Regions from separate parts of the Oncorhynchus mykiss genome. Here region 1 is linked to region 2. The links are chromatin contacts, called in public Hi-C maps. All regions are on one chromosome and are shown on one strand. The core of a region is the stretch at or near the end of the contact, and the rest is flanking DNA. Distances in the headings are between cores, read along the strand shown. Region 1 overlaps LOC110488910 (alpha-1,3-mannosyl-glycoprotein 4-beta-N-acetylglucosaminyltransferase B). Region 2 overlaps LOC110488910 (alpha-1,3-mannosyl-glycoprotein 4-beta-N-acetylglucosaminyltransferase B).

The links. Hi-C and Micro-C count contacts between places; a contact is called where the count stands out from the background.
Region 1: a Hi-C map of liver shows a contact between it and region 2, with 5 times the contacts expected there. The contact joins two enhancer-like sites. A contact is called at or near these places in 3 of 3 Hi-C or Micro-C datasets (blood and liver).

The regions. Positions count from the first base shown.
Region 1 is chr14:16,043,114-16,046,218 of USDA_OmykA_1.1, forward strand. The region is part of intron 1 of LOC110488910 (alpha-1,3-mannosyl-glycoprotein 4-beta-N-acetylglucosaminyltransferase B); the gene reads right to left. Among protein-coding and RNA genes, the nearest start is that of LOC110488911, 9.2 kb to the right of the region's middle. Within about 2 kb of position 1,553, at least 1 of the 11 cell types and tissues checked has an H3K27ac peak or open chromatin away from gene starts, as enhancers often do. A contact at or near this core is called in liver, where this site is marked.
Region 2 is chr14:16,007,012-16,010,452 of USDA_OmykA_1.1, forward strand. All of the region lies in intron 1 of LOC110488910 (alpha-1,3-mannosyl-glycoprotein 4-beta-N-acetylglucosaminyltransferase B), which reads right to left. Among protein-coding and RNA genes, the nearest start is that of LOC110488911, 45 kb to the right of the region's middle. Within about 2 kb of position 2,035, at least 4 of the 11 cell types and tissues checked have an H3K27ac peak or open chromatin away from gene starts, as enhancers often do. A contact at or near this core is called in liver, where this site is marked.

The sequences.
Region 1 (3,105 bases), core at 303-2,802, 36 kb after region 2:
GCCCTAAAAATTGTCAAAGACTCCTGCCACCATAGTCATAGACTGTTGTCTCTGCTACTGCACAGCAAGCAGTACAGGAGTGCCAAGTCTAGGTCAAAAAAGCTTCTTAACACCTTCTACCCCCAAGCCATAAGACCGCCCACCCCCTCTTTTACGATGCTGCTACTCTCTGGTTACCATCAATGCATAGTCACTGTAACTCTACCTACATGTACAGATTACTTCAACTAACCTGTGCCCCTGCACATTGACTCTGTACCAGTACCCCCTGTATATAGCCTCGCTACTGTTATTTTACTGCTGCTCTCCAACTATGTTATTTTTAACCTATTTTTATTTTTTTACTTAACACTTATTTTTCTTAAAACTGCATTGTTGGTTAAGGGCTTGTAAGTAAGCATTCACTGTTCACATTCACCGGTTGTACTTGGCGCATGTGACAAATAACATTTGATTTAATTTAATTTGAATGAGTAGGTGTGTCCAAACTTTTGACTAGTACTGTATGTAAATTAATATTTTATTTTCAATAAATTAGCAAACATTTCTAAACACGTTTTCACTTTGTCATTATGGGGTATTGTGTGTAGAAGGGAGAGAAAAAATACATGATTTAATAAATGTTTTATTTAGACTTAACAAAAAAACGTGGAATACGTTAATGGACATGAATACTTTCTAAAGGCACTGTACTTTCCATTTACCCTGGTCGGAAATCTCCCCTTGATGCATGGCCGGAAATAAGACAGTTTAGTCTTATACACAAAGTAAACATAGATACAATTAATGCACAAAGGAAATGCTCAGTAGATGTAATCTTCAGATAAATACTCAGACAAAACATAAACCATTTCCTCTTACTTGGTTCCCCCCCTCTTACTCTGCACTGCGTGTAGTTTAAACCCACTCATAGGGCATGCTTTTATGGCTAGCCTCATGACAACGGCCCCCAGCGTCAGACTCTCTCTGTGTGTGTGTGTGTGTGTGTGTGTGTGTGTGTGTGTGTGTGTGTGTGTGTGTGTGTGTGTATATAGGGCCACCCACCCCCGCAAGGCGAGAGTTATTGTCAAGGTTACCACAGTCTGCATACAAGTCAGGGATTGGGGACATGGATGGCTGACACACACACACACACACACACACACACATGCCTTTGGGCTGTTTGACAGGGGAAGAGCAACTGTGAGTGTGGCAGTGTGTGGCAAAACCAAAACCTGGACAACCTACCAAAGAGTAGAATTCACTCTAACCTGCTTCTAAGTCAAAACAGTAAGATCTACAACACATGGGACAGCATTCTACTTCCAAGTCAATACAGTAAGATATACAACTCTTGGGACAGCAATATTCACAGTCAAGCTGCCTAGTGTGAATTTTAGCACGCTCACTAGAGGTAGTGGAACTAAATGAGGCATGGACTGACATGAGGGTGATACTAGCCATTCAGTACACACACACATACATTTTGTATACAGTTCCCTCCCCCCCTTGTCTGGCTCTCTGTGCCCTGCTGTGGGCAGGCTGTGGATTAGGGGCAGGGCAGAGGGCATGCTGGTTGTGCCAGCTGCTGCCAACTACATCCTTGCCAGCGTTGTCAGTAAATAATGGCACTTATGTGTGGTAAGCCAAACACAGACAAAGTGTAAGACGTGTTTGTGATTGAGTGTGTAAGATCATTGCAGGTCGTTATGAAGGAGATAGAAAGTTGTACATTTACACCGTATGCTAGAACCCACAAGATCAACCTTCACGTGACACCTAGACTAGAGAACACAAAGCCTACCTCACCAGTATCTGTTCTCTCACCAAACATGCAACAGAAAATGCAGTTCTACCCCTTATTGTAAAGACCTGTGGTTGGTCTCCTTGGAGACCAGGTGGGAAGAGAACAGACCATGTCATTAGTCATGTTTGGCAATAGTCATCCTCTCACCTTTGCATTATATTTAACCATTTACAACTGCTTCCCGACACGCATTTATTGAAACATTTAACCTGATCCACCATCCACTGATTTGCGTGTTCACCTTAACATCCCACACAAAAGAACAGTCTAGTTCTCCTCCACAACAGGTGTTTTTTTCCTCTCTTTTCATTCAATCATTATTTTTCTTCAAAGAACTTCTAACAAAAGAAACCACACTGAATACTTGAAAGATAGGATGCTGTATCAAAGGCATGTGAATGTTAATGATAAAGTATTTTTATTTGGAAGCTCGCTAACACACACACACACACACACACACAGCTCTTTAGCAAGCCGTTGTCCCAGTATTGATGAAACTGACCGACATCCTTGGGTTACCCAGTTTCCCAAAAGAAGACCCCGGTCTCTCCCTGCTGGTGGTGTTTGTGTCCACACACACAGGCTCATGTTTCCCCTCATATCTAGCCATGGTCTCGGTGTGGGACTTCTGAACGCAGTGGAGGACTATCAATGTTTCCTCAGACGTACAGAGCAACATGATACCTGCCCCTACGCATCCCACTGGAACGAGGGAGAGAAAGAGTAGAGGACAAAAGAACAAAGGATCAATCCAAAGTTCCAATGCTCTCAGAATCACCACTCTTCTTTGTGTACTGAAGCGTGGACAAAGACAAGTATGAATATCCACAGAGCACACATTATGGGTGTACTACAGCTTGGAAAACGACACTGACTAGTGAGCTACCTGATAAGACCAGTCTCTGTTTTCTACAACATTCTGTTTGGAGACCACATTAGAATAGCCTATACAAAACCACAACAAAAGCTCAATCAAAAGTGAAACAGAGCATGAGAGAGCAAAAAAAAAGGTCTAGCAGGCAGCGAGCATTTGTCCCTACACACCACACCACAATTAAGGTTAGAATTAGTGTTAGGATTAGAATTAAGTTAAGGGTTAGGAGCTAGGGTTGGTTTTAGGGTTAAGGTATGGGTTAGGGAAAATAGGATTTTGAATGGGACTGAATTGTGTGTCCCCACAAGGTTAGTTGTACAAGACTGTGTGTTTGTGTGTGTGTGGTGGCCTATCAGTGACAAACCAACTTTCACATCTCCCAAGAGTCATCGTGCTCCAGGGAATTCCATAGGCCAAGTCGCATCAGAGAGAAAGTCACTTTGAG
Region 2 (3,441 bases), core at 785-3,284:
AATAGCTGAAAGAGACTGACAATCCCACCCATAAAGGGGTCACCAAACCCTGTTTCCCCATCACATCACCACATGTATCACCGTAATACAACAGGGACTTGCAGCATATAAGGAAGAAAGAATTAGCCTTTATTTAGCTTAGAAAGGCTTTATTTAGCTTAGAAAGGCTTTATTTAGCTTAGAAAGGCTTTATTTAGCTTAGAAAGCCTTTATTTTTACAGTCCGCTTCGATACAATCAATAAACGAACCACAAATTAGCGGTTCCAAATGTCAACTTACAGCACAACAGGAAATGCTCAAATATCACAGGTGCATTGTTTCCCGCCCAATCTGAGTCCATCGGAGTCAAACTAAATCCACTCGGAGTGATAAGCAGCGACTGCCTGGCAGCTCAAGACAAACTCCATCTTCCTCCAATGAGGACCCACCACTGGCTTCCTAAAGTGGTGTCTGTCATTCCCTCAAACTGTCAGCGCTCCTTAGGCCTGGCATCAACCAGACATAACGAATGGGTGAAAGTCTCCTCCTTATATTGTAGATAGAATATACAACTGAACATAAAGAAAAGCTATTTTCCCAAATTCAACAACTGTACCTTACCTGATCTTACCTCACTGTACACATTCAACAACTGTACCTTACCTGATCTTACCTCACTGTACACATTCAACAACTGTACCTTACCTGATCTTACCTTACTGTACACATTCAACAACTGTACCTTACCTGATCTTACCTTACTGTACACATTCAACAACTGTACCTTACCTGATCTTACCTTACTGTACACATTCAACAACTGTACCTTACCTGATCTTACCTTACTGTACACATTCAACAACTGTACCTTACCTGATCTTACCTTACTGTACACATTCAACAACTGTACCTTACCTGATCTTACCTTACTGTACACATTCAACAACTGTACCTTACCTGATCTTACCTTACTGTACACATTCAACAACTGTACCTTACCTGATCTTACCTTACTGTACACATTCCACAACTGTACCTTACCTGATCTTACCTTACTGTACACATTCAACAACTGTACCTTACCTGATCTTACCTTACTGTACACATTCAACAACTGTACCTTACCTGATCTTACCTTACTGTACACATTCCACAACTGTACCTTACCTGATCTTACCTTACTGTACAAATTCTTGAAGTTACCGACTCTAAAGGTCTTTGCATTTAGCTTCCTCTACCCATTCCATTAACCAAAATACTCCCATGACAGCTTAAGTGTATCATTTGCCCTTTTGAAAAATGGGTGTTTACGTGTACATCCCATTCATTAGCTTACTTTTGACCCCTCTCGTTTGTGATTAATAAACTCTTTCCATTGCTTTTCCCTAAGCAGTAAAGACTTGCTCATTACACCTTTCCCATTCCATAATTAGTCCACCATTTTGAATTTAATCTACAGGGAGCGGTAACGTAAACATACACAGTCTATAAGTGGTGCTAATCGACCAAAGAGGACGAGAGAGATGGAGGAAAATACATTAGGGAGGATGTCAAACTCAATTTCCCAGAATTCCCACAGGGAGCCACAGGGGCAGATGATTGGGCCTGGGCTTATAGGTCTACTTTCTGTTTACTGTTTGTTGTTTGTACTCTCCTCAGAGACAGAATAAACAAACCAAGCAGTGTGAATATAGTGTAAGACGAATGCATGCTCAGACAAACGCTAAAAAGGAAAATAGTTTTTATTTTCAAAAAGGTGAGTAAGCTAGATCTGCTTGTTTCGGGCAGTGTGTTGTCTTTGAAGAAATCCATCGCTGTGTTGTTTTGTATCAAAGGGGTTTGTTGATGTCTTAATTACGACTAATGTGTGTTTTCCTTTCTGACCCATTATGTTAAATGGAGCTTGAAAAGGCCTGACAAGGCAGTTTGTTCTGTTCTTTTTCACTTCCGGAGGTCAGAGAGTTTGTTGGGCATACCCTGGGACAGTACATTTAGTTGGGCTGCTGTGACACAGAGAAGGAAACTACACTTCCCTTTTGACGGGATGCCATTGTCATAAGCTCTCACTGCAGGGACTGACTGACAGACAGACAGCACCCGTTTTCACCAGCTAGAGCGTGCAAGGCTGTGGGCTGACCATGCGTGAAGGACCATACAGCTTCACACAAACGACTGTGACTGTGTGTGTGTGTGTGTGTGTGTGTGTGTGTGTGTCTGTGTGTGTGTGTGTGTGAGGCCGAAGTTTTATTTATACAACCTTGACAGACAGAGGGATCAGACAGGGAGGCTGGGAATTGATGTTGATGCAAGAAATCCGTATTCTCTATAGTGTGATGATTGTTTCTTGAATTGATGACGTGAGCTCTCTCCCTCTCTCTCCCTCTCCACTTAAACATAGTGTCAAGAGGGTGTGTGGACACACAGATAAGCACAATTAGGAGCACAGCCAACACTGCCGTAGTAGCAGCCAGCATCCCCCATTCATTATAAGGTTGATATTCAATCAAACTCTGGAACCACATTCCGGGGATATCATCATTGTTGCGCCAGAATAATGAACATTCAGATTCTTTCTCTCCGCCAAACAAAGGTTTAACAATATATGTAAAAAACACACACAACAACAAAAAACTTGTTTTGCATTGAGTATTCAGTCAGTCAACACCAGGGGGGCAGTCAAGCACAGTCCCAAGCCGTATTCTCTGTGTGACTGGATGGTGTAATACCTCCTACTGCTCTGCAGACCAAAGGACCAACCATTAACCAGGGCAACAACATTATAGGTCGATCCCAACCGTCTCTTAAGCCCTGTTTATGGCCCATAATCTCTTTATCTATGGTTGGAACCACAGATACTGACAGAGAGATGGGCAGAGAGAGAGAGAGAGAGAGAGAGAGAGAGAGAGAGAGAGAGAGAGAGAGAGAGCACCAGAGAGAGTGAGAGAGAGACAGACAGAGAGAGAGAGAGAGACAGAGAGAGAGAGAGAGAGGTGGGCAGAGAGAGAGAGAGAAAGAGAGATGGGCAGAGAGAGAGAGAGAGAGAGAGAGAGGGGCAGAGAGAGAGAGCCCATTAGCCACTCTTCTCCAGGAAAATCCCTTTGTCCTCCCCTTTGGCCCCCCCTTTGTCCCCCTCTCATCCCTCGTATTGGAAAAGCTAGCGAGTCATTTGCTCCCTGTTCCTGCCGCTTTCGGACCACTCTGGCAACAGATGTGTCTGTAACCCGCCGATTAAGAGCACAGTGCTGGTTGTGAGAGAGAGAAAAAAGAAGGTCAACATTGGGCAGGAAAAGATTTACGGGCTATTAGTATGGACTTACACACACACAAACTCAGCAGGGGAAAGGGCTCATAACAAAGTGGCAAAAACATGATGGGATAAACAACTGGGCCAATACCAGTAGCATAAGTACATCAATCCCCAGACCTCTAATGGTCAGTACGTCATAGAAACTGGGCCATTG